Linked DNA regions of Mus musculus: region 2 is linked to region 1. Evidence: chromatin contacts called from public promoter capture Hi-C data. All regions are on one chromosome and are shown on one strand. Each heading gives the region's core, a stretch centred on a gene start, on an enhancer-like site or on the middle of the called end of the contact. The rest is flanking DNA. Distances are from core to core; before and after follow the strand shown.

Evidence for each region. Capture Hi-C pulls out chosen DNA fragments and counts their contacts.
Region 2: a contact with region 1 is called in a promoter capture Hi-C map of adipose tissue. The contact joins the promoter of Ascl4 here to the promoter of E230014E18Rik in region 1. A contact is called at or near these places in 4 of 39 promoter capture datasets (hippocampal neurons, liver and pre-B cells) and 1 of 9 other capture datasets (adipose tissue).

What each region holds. Positions count from the first base shown.
Region 1 is chr10:84,515,447-84,521,731 of GRCm38.p6, forward strand. It overlaps E230014E18Rik (a long non-coding RNA gene), which reads left to right and starts at 2,257. Exons shown (of 2, transcript XR_003948929.1): 1 at 2,257-2,643; 2 at 5,228-6,285. Gm34405 (a long non-coding RNA gene) reads right to left here and starts at 2,216. Exons shown (of 4, transcript XR_380642.4): 1 at 870-2,216; 2 at 236-364.
Region 2 is chr10:85,925,047-85,931,489 of GRCm38.p6, forward strand. Ascl4 (achaete-scute family bHLH transcription factor 4) reads left to right here and starts at 2,356. Exons shown (of 1, transcript NM_001163614.2): 1 at 2,356-4,603. The coding sequence starts at 3,445. The coding sequence ends at 3,879.

The DNA of each region.
Region 1 (6,285 bases), core at 1,007-3,506:
AACTAATTAGGGGTGTGTGTGTGTGTGTGTGTGTGTGTGTGTGTGTGTGTGTGTGTGTGCTGTAAAGGTGTTTATAGCACAGAAAAGTGCACGTGTAGGTCTCTTCAAATAGTAGCCTTGGGGCTGTATGTAATGATGCCCTAGCTCACACCAGAGTTTAAATCATACCATTCCTGTGATCCCAGGATCAGACACTAGATGGCACCACATTCTCCCCTGATGCTGAACCACATACCTCCTAACAGAAAAAATTCAGTAGCTTGAGCAGCCTTGGATTTTTTTCCTGATGGGTCTGTACCATCTCAAGGTGAAGAGACTTCGTCCACTTCATATCAATAAGTAAGGGGGTGCTGTGTGTCAGTCTCTGGTGGGAACAGAGGCTTGGTTCAGACAAAAGCCACTCACCTCCCCCCACCCCCAGGGATACGGCCAATCTCTACCCCTCCTCCTCACCTATACAGCCCTCCTCCATTCTCCCCAACCCTCCAGCCCTCCTCCCCAGCCCTCCTCCATTCTCCCCAACCCTCCAGCCCTCCTCCCCAGCCCTCCTCCATCCTCCCCAGCCCTCCTCCATTCTCCCCAGCCCTCCAGCCCTCCTCCATCCTCCCCAGCCCTCCTCCATTCTCCCCAGCCCTCCAGCCCTCCTCCATCCTCCCCAGCCCTCCTCCATTCTCCCCAGCCCTCCAGCCCTCCTCCCCAGTCCTACCCTCAGGAAGTTCCCCAAGAATCAGGACAGGCTACAGAGTCAAGGAGAGTTGAAGGTGAGAAAGACTGTGGAGCTCAGAAAAGGGGCAAGTTACCCAGAGCAGCACAGCCTGTCAGACCAGCACCCTCATCCAGTGTCCTCCATCCTGACCTTATAATTCTACCTCGGAACTCCTCTCCCCATGAGAGCCAATTAAGAAAATGAGAGGTTGGAACTTTCTAAATATCGGTGTTTCTAAGACTGACTCCATGCGAGCACATGGCCTAAGACAGGGGAAGCTGCACCCAGTGTGCAACCATCACTTTCCACAGAACATGACCAAGTACCCCAGCACAGGTGGCTCTGCCCTCACCACAGGCCCATTGCCCAATCGGCCTTGCTCAGGGTGTCAGGAACCAACACGCTCGCCTGGCACAGCCTAGAGGAAGTGCCACACCTTTTGCAGCAGCTCTGATCCTTCACTTGCTGCCCGGCGCTTCCAATCGTTACTTAGGCTGGCACGGGGCCAAGACAAGTAACCAGGGAGGAGGAACAAGGCCCTGTCTTGTCTCCTGAACCAGTTGGTCTGAGCAGTTTGGGTGAACAACTTCCTCTCTCTGAGGCTGTCTCCCCATCTGGGGAAAAAAAAAAGACGAAGGTTTAATTTGAGCCCCTTTAATCTTTACTATGCAAGGCCTGTTTGTTGCATGGTCTGTCCCTATCAGAATTATTCACGTTGATTGATCGTGATTACAGGCCCACAGGGACTGGTGGTGAGTCGGTTATCATGGGCTTTCTGATTTACACTATCGTATGTCTGATGCGTGAGTTTTCTCCCTGTGTTTCTTCTCCTTACAAAAAGTGACCATAGGGCCAACTGTCTTGATATGCTCCTTTGATCCCAGGACCAGTCTGAGGCAGGAGAATACTGTTAGTTCAAGACCAGCCTGAGGCTGCATAGTAAGATCCTGCAACACCACACACACACACACACACACACACACACACACAATCACACACACACACAATCACACACCCTTTAACTGGGAAATTTCCCTCACATACAAAAAGGGTCATGGAGTTAATTAAGGGCTGGAGAGATGGCTCGGCTGCTCGGCTGTTAGGAACACTTGCTGCTCTTGCAGAGGACCCAGGTTCCATTGCCAGCACCTATGTTGGACAGGTCACAACTATCCACAGCTCCAATTCCAGGGAATCTGACACCTTATTCGGACCTCTGAAGGCCTGGACATGTGTCAGATGCACACAGACACACACACACACGTAGAGCTCCAAGTAAGCTCAGCCTGCTTTCTTATAGAGCTCTAAGTAAATACAAGTGTTCTTTGCTTAGCACAGCACAGTTAGACACTGATGTACTCACTAACTGAAAAATACATAGGTGAATAGAGTTTTGCTTTCAGTCTTCCATTTTTATAGCACATCATTGGGAGGGGGGGACTTGGTTCACCACTTACTATGACCAGGAAATGTTCTGAACAAAGTACTTAGCCTCCTTGGAGCCTTCACCTATCAAGAAACGGGGCAGGGTGGGGCAGGGTGGGTTGCTAAACATAGTGCCTCCCTGTGTGGCTGTCATAAAGCCTTTAGAAGAATGACTGTGCATACTCAGTACTCAGGAAGTGTTAGTTACTTGGTACGCCTCCTAGAACCAAGCATGGTAACTTCTCTGCAGATACAGAGATGAAAGACCCAAACACGGAGGGTGCCATCCAGCAAGAAAGCAGTCATGCAAGCCATTGTAGCACAGAGGGAAGAGGCTTTCCGACCAGCAGCCTGGAGGGTGGGGTCCTGGGTGGAGCATTCAAGTCGGCTTAGGGTTCAGGTTCAGAGATGGAGCAGTCTGATTAGGAAAGGAGGAAGATGCTGGAGATGTCATAACAGAGGAAAACAGCCTCATGAGATCCCCAGGAGCTGATGGCAGGAGCCAGCCAGAGGTAGGCATGGAAGATATAGTGGGAAGGGGACACAGACAGACAGACAGACACTTGGGAAAGGCTGTGCTTGTGATCTATGGGGGAGTCCCCAAAGACAAGCCAGAGACAGGAAGGGCAGTGAGGCACAAACACCTGTCTTCATTTCTTCCGGCCATTTCCTGTTTCCCCACTGGACCAGGATTACAGTGAAGGCAGGACTCCATCTGTCTTGCTGTCTGTCTCCTTCATGTGCAGCAGAGTGGTGTTCCGCAGTATCATGAGCCATGAACCAGGCTGCTGGTGATTAGCCTCCGATCCCCAGTTATGGGGGTAAAGAGGAGGCTGGGAAGAGAGGGTGGTGGTGTGTTAAGGCTTTATCCCCCGTGATGTGGAAAGGGAGAGTGTCCTAGTTAGGGTGAGCATTGCTATGATAAAACACCACGGTCAAAAAGCAAATGGGAAGAAAAGGATTTATTTCAATCACAGTTCTGTATCAACTGTACATCGTCAAAAGCAGTGAGGGCAGGAACTCAGACAGGGCAGGAACCTGGAGGCAGGAGCTGATGCAGGGGCCGTGGAGGGGTCCTGCTTACTGGCTTGCTCTGTATGGCTTGCTCAGCCTGCTTTCTTTTCTTTTTTTCTTCCTTTCTTTCTTTTCTTTTTCTTTTTCTTTTTCTTTTTCTTTTTTGAGACAGGGTTTCTCTGTGTAGTCTTGGCTGGGCAGTGGTGGCGCATGCCTTTAATCCCAGCACTTGGGAGGCAGAGGCAGGTGGATTTCTGAGTTCGAGGCCAGCCTGGTCTACAGAGTGAGTTCCAGGTCAACCTGCTTTCTTATAGAACCCAGGGCTACCAGGCCAGGAATGGTACCACCTGCCATGGACCACCCCATTTGGGTATGGGGTCCCTGGAATGAGGGTCCTCAAAGCTAGGTGGGTAAGAGTTTGGCAGTGACAAACAGAAACATAGAGGCAGTTTGAATCTGAGTGTATTTTGCAGCTCCCAAGCAGGGGATTTTATATATTAAAAAACCAAACATTACATCTCTTAGAAACTATATCCAATGAAACAATCACAGATACCAAAAAAAAATCATTTGGCACAGTAAAGCACAAAAGTTATCCAAGCATTACAACTCTGAAACTATGTATTTAGTGAACCACAAACAAAACAGGTAACATCATTATAAATCATCAAAATATAACAATTCTAAAAGGATGTATTCAGTGGGCGCTGTCATCCAAGGCTTGTGGCATATTTCCAGGAGCAGGTTAATAAATCTTTAACGGTCAGTGCCCTTAACCACTGAACTAACTTTCCAGCCCCATGGTCAATTATTATTTAATATCCAGTGCCTGATTTTTTTATAAATCTTCAATGTATAAATTTAAACTATTGTAATTCTTTCTAATTAAGGCTTTCTTTACCATATACCAAAATCCATCTCTGATGACACACATGTATCCATATGAGATTTTATTGTTGGGAAAGTTTTTATCTATCATAATAGCTTTGTAAATGATTTAGAAAGTAAAGCGTTGGTTTCCCTGGGGATAAGGTCATGTTAGTGACCCCCATCTCTAGGGATGGTTTCTTACCCATTATTCTCACTTAAGATCTTGGCCTAGGCTGCCAGGAACGTGTAAATAAGAAAAGGAATAAGAGAAAACAAAACAGATAGATTGTCATAAGAACTACGGCTCAATATTTTTTTCTCCGGCGAAGAGTTCCACAACCGGTTCCAGGAGGCCTCCTCCTTTTGAGGTTGATCACCTTGGTCTGTCACACAGCTCCTACTGGAGGTGGTGTGGCAACCACCCACAATGAGCTGCCCCACCCCATCAATCACTAAGAAAATGCCCTACAGATTTGCCTACAGTCTGATCTTATGGAAGCATTTTTTTCAAACGAGGCTCCCTCCTTTCTGATGACTGTAGCTTGTGTCCAGTGGATATAAAACTACCCAGCACGGGAAGGAAAGAGGTGGGAATCTTGGAACTCCTGAGCTTTGGCTTAACTGTTGTGAGGATTCCTGATCCTCCATTTAGAAATGGGGGATGAGAACTTGGATCTGCTAACAAGTGAGGTGAATGGAAGAAGGGCCTCTGGGTATCAGTGGAAAACCTGATCATCGTCTTTAGAAGCCTGGCCTGCACAGAGTTGTGGGGAGGAATACTATGCAGATATCAAACGATACAGACACATACACATAAAAAAAGGGGTGGGGGGCTGGAGAGATGACTCAGCAGGTAAGAGCAAGTGTTGCTCTTGCTGAGGACCCAGGTTCCATTCCTAGCATGGGCGCGGCAGCTCACAGCCATCCATGACTCCAGATCCCGGCTATCCAAAGCCTTCCTTCTCTTGACTTCCACTGGCACCAGCCGCCCATATGATCTATATAAACGTATGCAGGCAAATGATTCGCATACATAAGATTTAAAAATATAAATAAATCTCTAAAAAGAACAGGAAATGACGTTGCACCATGTATGCTGGCTTAGTGTATTTGCTCATCATAATTCTTGTAAAAATTACTGAGTTGGGGCTTATATATATATCTTATATCTTTTAACCTATAGCTACCTCCTTCCATATTTGTTCCCCATAGGTGGAAATAAATGCCTAGCGCCATACAAGTATAATTTTGCCCTTGGATTTGTAACTTAGAAATTATCCGGTCCAGTGCTTCGCAAACTGAGAGCCCCAAGCCATCAATAGAACAATGACAGAGACCGACTGGAAATGGAGATCTGCGAGCATCCGCATCTGTATTGGTCAGGCTCTGGCAGAGCCTCTCAGGGGACAGCCATACCAGGCTCCTGCTAACAAGAACTTCTTGGCATCAGCAATAGTGTCTGGGTTTGGTGTCTGCATGTGGGATGGATCCCCAGGTGGGGCAGCCTCTGGATGGCCTTTCCTTCAGTCTCTGCTCCACTCTTTGTTCCTGCATTTTCTTTAGCCAGAAACAATTCTGGTTTAAATTTTTTGAGATGGGTGGGTGGCCCCATTCCTCAATTGGGGGCCGTACCTAACCTCTGCATATGGTCTCTACGGGTTCTCTCGCCCCTTTGTTGGGTATTTCAGCTAATGTCAACCCCGTTAGGTTCTGGGAGCCTCTTGCTTTCCTGGCATCTGGGACTTTCTTGTGGCTACCCCCAGTTCCCCATCCCCAACTGCCACTCACCTCATTCAATTTCCTGACCCTCTGTATGTCCCCCCACCCCTGTCCCCTCCACACCTGATCCTGTCCCCCTTTTCCCCTTCCCCTCCCTCTCCCTCTCAGGATCCTCTCTCCCTCTACCTCCCATGATTATTTTGTTCCCCTTTCTAAGTAGGACTGAAGCATCCACACTTTGGTCTTCCCTCTTCTTGAGCTTCATGTGATCCATGAGTTGTATTGTGGGTATTCCGAGCTTTTTTCCTAATATCCACTTATCGGTGAGTACATACCATGTGTGTTCTTTTGTGACTGGGTTACCTCACTCAGGCTGATATTTTCTAGTTCCATCCATTTGCCTGGGAATTTCATGAAGTCGTTTTTTTTTTTTTAAATAGCTGAGTAGTACTCCATTGTGTAAATGTACCACACTTTCTGTATCCATTCCTCTGTTGAGAGACATTTGGATTGTTTACAGCTCTGGCTATTATAAATAAGGCTGATATGAA
Region 2 (6,443 bases), core at 1,106-3,605, 1.4 Mb after region 1:
TGTTTGTTTTTCAACACAGGATAGCCTTGGCTGTACTGGAACTCACTCATAGACCAGGTTGGCCTTGAACTCCTAGATATCCACCTGCCTCTGCTTCCTGGGTGCTGGTATCAAAGGTGTGCACCACCACCATACACCATCCTCTTTTTATTTTTATTTTTATTTATTTATTTTTTTCGAGACAGGGATTCTCTGTATAGCCCTGGCTGTCCTGGAACTCACTTTGTAGACCAGGCTGACCTCATACTCAGAAATCTGCCTGCCTCTGCCTCCCAAGTGCTGGGATAAAGGTGTGTGCCACCACGCCCGGCGCACCATCCTCTTTTTATTTTGTCTTTTTAGACACAGTCTCACAGGCCGCCCTGACTGACTTTGGGACAGTCTCACAGGCCACCTTGACTGGCTTTGGGACACAGTCTCACAGGCTGCCCTCTCTGGCTTTGACTCACTCTGCAGCCCAGGCAGGCCTTGAACATTCTTTTCTTTTTAAGATTTATTTTACTTTTGAAATTGCAGTTATTTCTTTTATATTTTTCTTGAGATTATAATATAGTCACACCAATTCCCCCTTTCCTTCCCTCCCTCCAAACCTTCCCATATATACCTCCTCCTCAAACTTTTTCAAATTTATGGTCTCTTTTTTTTTATTAATTGTTGAAACATACATATATGGATATTATAAACATATATATTCTTCAACACATAAGTCAGACTCGCTAACACAGCTGTCTAAGTACGAGCAGAACAAGGGCAAACAGCAATAGACACACTACTGTGTCTATAGGGGAAAGCAACAGCAATAGACACACTACTGTGTCTATAGGGGAAAGCAACAGCAATAGACACACTACTGTGTCTATAGGGGAAAGCAACAGCAATAGACACACTACTGTGGACAGGGAAAGCCCCTGAAGCCCCAGCCCTCCCCAGGGAACTACAGGCTACTAAGGATGAGACATAATCTTCCCCCAGAGAAAAGCACACCAACTGGTTATCCAACACCTCATGGTCAGCCCGGAATGCACATCTACAGGTAGCATTATGCAGGCCTTGAACTTGCAGCCATCCTGCCAAGGCTCCCAACAGAGCTGGGATTGTATAGGTAAGCAGCCCAACAGAGCTGGGATTGTATAGGTAAGCAGCCCAACAGAGCTGGGATTGTATAGGTAAGCAGCCCCAGGCACACCCCTGGTCTCCTTTTTAACTCACTACAAATGCTGTGCTTGGTGTGTGTCTGTAGTTACGTATAAACCTGTAGTGATGCATTTCTTTCTGTGGATCAAAGGCGGTGGCATAATAAATATGCTGTGAATTATAATCATTCCTTCCCCAAACACTTGAGTGATTTATGCTTCCACCCTCCTACAAGTCCTCAACACGGGCAGTTGTTAGTCAGCCTTTATCTGCTTTTATTTTATTTTATTTTATTTTATTTTATTTTATTTTAATATAAAAAACAATCCTGACTGGCTTAGAACTTGTTATGTTAACCAGGCTGGCCTGCCTCTGTCTCTCCAGGGCTAGAATAAAAGGGTGTGCACCCCCACACCTGACTTGCAAGCTTTTTCTTTTTTTTTTTTCCTCTTCCCCCAACCCCCACTTGCAGGCTTTTTTATTTGTTGTCAATCTGGGAAATAAAAACAGATCTATGTCATGTTCGTTTTCAATTATCTCATTTTCTCTTGTCACTCTTAGCAAGGAAGTTCAAAATCTTTGACCTGGCCCTATGAAGGAACTCATGGTCTGGGAGTCTACCCTGGCGAATAGGAATGCTTTCTCAACTAGTGCAAAAGTGATGACGTAAGAACTCATGGTGCCACAGGGAGTTGTTTGCCAGTATAAGCCCATAGGGAGCTACATCTAACATGGGACAACTGATACCGAAAAGGAATAATTATTTCTATTTCATTTGCCTCGATGCAAATTTCCAATTGCTTCAGGCTGATCAGTTAGACTGTAAACTTTAGTAAATATAGAAGCAGAGGGCTCCTTTAAAAAAAAGAAAAAAGAAAAAAAAAACCCAACATGTTAGGGCAACACCCTAGCTTCCAGAAAAGAGTCAAGTCTGGTTGTAAATTCAGGGGGTTTTGCCTCTCGTTTTTAAGTTGGACTTTTCAAGTAGAAGATGCCTTTAATGTGTTGGTTTGCAGGAAATCTGATTTTTCCATGCGATAACACTCTTTGACATTAACCAGTATAGTTGGATTTTTAATGACACTTTCATCTTCAAAGCCCTTTACCAGCACAGATGGATTAATTATTCATTTGTGTGTGTGGTGGTGGTGCGGGGGGGGGGGGGGGGGAGGGGGGGGCGGGGCCCTGAGTGTTAAAAAGACAAGCCTTCAAAGCCAAATCCTTTCTCCTTGGGATTGGGGCTCTCTTCTTTTCAAATGTTGTTTTCCAGTCCTCTGGGGAGGAAATAAACTTAATGATGAGTACAATAGGAAAATACTTCGTGCTATGGGAAGATATTGTTATATCCTGAGTGGGATTAGAAGAGGTTGGGAGGCAGGACTAAAGGTGTGTTTACAGTAAGCACTCCGAGAAATAACTGGCTAAAAGTGTTTGTTACTGTTCGGGCTTTTGATGTGTTTTTACAGAGCAGCAGAAGCACAAAGGGCCCCGCGTTAAACATACCTTAGAACACAATGTGCGGATCCTTACATTCGATGCTAAAGTACATATATTTTGTTCTTGATTCCTTTGAAAAGTGTCTAATTTGGTTTTTAAAGATTCTATTTCGCAGAAGAAAACCTCGGGCTTCCCCGGAGGTCCAAGGAGGACTTGACACATCGTCTAACCACAAGAGAGCAGTCTTCCCTTTGATGAGCGCTTCTTCTCCACCTCCCCAGAAATGAAAGAGCAGAGAGGTATGTTTGCAAACACTCTGAAAGCTCTTTCCATCAGACCTGAACGCCGGAAACCACAAAGGGCAGTCAAGTTTGGATTTTCAAGGAGAACGCCGGAGTAAACTTTCGCTCTGTTGGCCAGCCGATCAGCCAGTGCCTGGGGAGGCTCTCTGCTCAATTCCTGAACAAGTTCGGGCTCCCGGATAGCCACACTTGCTGACCCAAGGAGTGAATTACAACAATTGGGCAGCTTTGAAAGATCAATCTGCTTAGAGTGCGACCGTCTATCCAGGCTGGGAACCCTATGTTAACTCTTAAACTAAGATCAGAGGAAGCACATGGATACAAGCGTTGATGAGGCGAGCCCTCTATCTTTGCCCCTTCTTCTCTGAAGCTTTATAAAGACCCAAGAAGAGCAACCTGCTTCGGAAATCATGCAAAGTTCACTCCAAGTGTGCTCAGGTACCTAACTTCTGGACCTAGAAACTTCTCCAGAGACAGACCGGGAAGTCTGGATGGACCAGAATCTCCGCTACGACAGCTTCCAGTCTCGTCTTCAAGGTGAGAGAGTCATCTGCGTGCTTTTTCGCAGAGAATGGAAAAACGCAGATCGGCCGGACTGCTTGCCCTGCCGTCCGCGCTACGTACAGCGCCGCTGGGCGCGCTGCCCGGGAGGGAGCCCTGCAGGGTCTCGGTGCGCCAGGATGCCGCGGACTGCGCGCGGAGACGGCCGTACTCGTCCCTGCCGCTTGGGGGCGTCGCCGAGCCCGCCTTTTTGCGCCAACGCAACGAGCGCGAGCGGCAGCGCGTGCGCTGTGTGAACGAGGGCTACGCGCGCCTCCGCCAGCACCTGCCGCGCGAGCTGGCGGGCCAGCGGCTCAGCAAGGTGGAGACGCTGCGCGCCGCCATCAGCTACATCAAGCAACTGCAGGAGCTGCTGGAGCGCCACCGGCCGGACTGCAACAGCGATGGCGAGTCCAAAGCATCCTCCGGAGCCTCGCCCTGCAGCGAGTCTGAGGAGCGTAGCTAGCAGCATCCTAGCCCACTGGGCTTTCATGGTTGCTTCTCCGGGCCTAGATCTTTAAAACAAAACCAAAAACCAGAAAACAACTAAGTGCTTCTGGATCTAGGAAAGAAAGGTAATTGAATGTTTAGAGAGTTTGGTTTTTTTTTTTTTTTTTTTTTTTTGTCCCCTTTCACCTTCATTGGTTCCGAGTTTGCAGCTTAAAAATGCTTAAGGAAACTCAATTCTCGTATTTTTGAAGCACAGAAGGGCCATCTCAAATCTATGCGGTGATTTTAAAAACACAAAGGACTTTAAGAAACCTTAGCCAGAGAAGAAACACACACACACACACACACACACACACACACACACGAGACAGTCCTTCACGCGAGAGGAACATTCTCACTCATTCCTTCCAATTGGGAAATGCACTGGAAATCTCAACACCTCACTGAGGGTAGGACACTCCATAAGACATTTGTGGAGCATCTGCTGGACCTGAACGTCGCTGTGCTAAAAAGGACAATGCTTGACCTATCTTGCTTCGTCCGCAAGAGGTAGATCGGAAACTTTAGCAGCTAATAAAGTGCCGCGAAGTTAATGATCTTTTTGGAGGAGCTCTGAATGGCCATCTTCTCTCCCGGTTTCTGCCCACTGTTTCTCTTGCCCTTTTGTCTATGTGTTCCCCTGTACAGTTCTCATCCCGTCTAACCTTTGCTTGGAAAAAATAAAAAAGCAAGTATGCTTAGTGCCTTTTGGTGTTTGACACTGACTTGACAAATGGAAAGCAAATATGCACGGTGCCTTTTGGCATTTGAGCTGAATGGAGAGAGCTATGGACGATGGGGTTGGGTTGAACTTGCTACATGTCCGAGCCATTTGTCTTTGAAAGCTTTCTAGCGTGTTGAATATTTAACTATGGTCATTCCTTCTACCTCACCAAAACAGTTATGAATTCTGTAAAACCACTAGATGCTTGTTGACATCTGACGGTAAACTGATTTCTTTCTTTTTTTTCTTTTTTTTTTTTTTTTTTTTTGGTTTTTCGAGTCAGGGTTTCTCTGTGTAGCCCTGACTGTCCTGGAACTCACTTTGTAGACCAGGCTGGCCTCGAACTCAGAAACCCGCCTGCCTCTGCCTCCCGAGTGCTGGGATTAAAGGCGTGCACCACCACGCCCCCGGCTGTAAACTGATTTCTAAAGCTCCTGACCCCACCCATCTACCCCTTCTGTGGTGGTGGCAATTGAACCACAGGCTTAATACATGCTAGGTAAGTGCCCTCCCACTGGGCTATGCCCCAGCCATACTCACCTTCTAATCTCGTGAATTCCCTTTCTTTAGAGGAAGCTTGGCTTGAGAGGGATGGAGTGGAGGAGCACGGACTTTGGTGAGCACTCTCTAGGCGCCATCTCCTCACAAGGCCCCTTCCTGCCTGCCTCGTGATTCAGCGCCTATCTTTTCCTTATTAGAACGCTGTTAATCTTTCAATTCTGTCTTGTTTGATTCTCAAATATTTGTGGCCTGGGTGTTACACATGCATTTTGCTTAAAATTTAAAACAGAGTGTATCCTTTCTCTTGAGCTGAGCATGGTGGTGCCCACCTTTAGTCCCAGCACGTGGGGAATAGAGGCAGGAGGATCTTGCTAAATGCAAGGCCAGAGAGGTCTACATAGCCAGTTCCACGTGATGAAACTCTGTCCAGATGGGCCTGGTGGCACACACCTTTAATCCTAGCACTCAGGAGGCAGAGGCAGGCGGATTTCTGAGTTCGAGGCCAGCCTGGTCTACGAAGTGAGTTCCAGGACAGCCAGGGCTACACAGAGAAACCCTGTCTCGAAAAACAAAAATCAAAAAAAAAAAAAAAAAAAAAAAAGAAAGAAAGAAAGACAGAAACTCCGTCTAAAAACAAACCAACCCCCTTTTTATTTTAAGAAGCAGGGGGCTGGGGAGATGGTTTGGTAGTTAAGAGTGCATGCTGCTCTTTCAGAGGACCTGGGTTTGGTCCCCAGCACCCCCATGGTAGATCACAACCATCAGTAACTCTAGTTTTAGGAGATTGGATGTCCCCTTAAGGATTTCATAGACACTGGACACAAATGGTGGCTTTATATAATACCAGCAAAGCATTCATATAAAATAAAAATAAATATTTTTTTAAAAATGAGGTGAAAGAGATTTTATGCCTTGAGCCAAGTCAGTGTTGCCAGGCCTGGCTGAGCTGCATCCTTAGTCTGCCTGGCTTTGAGGCCCAGGGCAGCTTTCTCCTGTCCAGCGCTCCCTTCCATTGTTATTTGCTAGCCAATAACGGTGTTGTTATCTTCTTTCCTGCTACTTCACAGGAGATGTGGAGGTGTAAGGTACAAATGTTAAGTCAGTTGTGTTGTTTGGAGAAAGTCTTGTACTATTTTTCAAATGGTGTAGAAAGCCAGGAATACCCTATGCATGTATTCTACATGCATGCATGTATCTGAGTTTCTAAAGGGTAGAGTGACTATCTTATTTTAGGATTTAACCTTCAATGCTTTAGAGGACAGGACTCAATCCCTAGTATGTTGGATCCACCTTAAAACATGTAATTGCTAATAGTT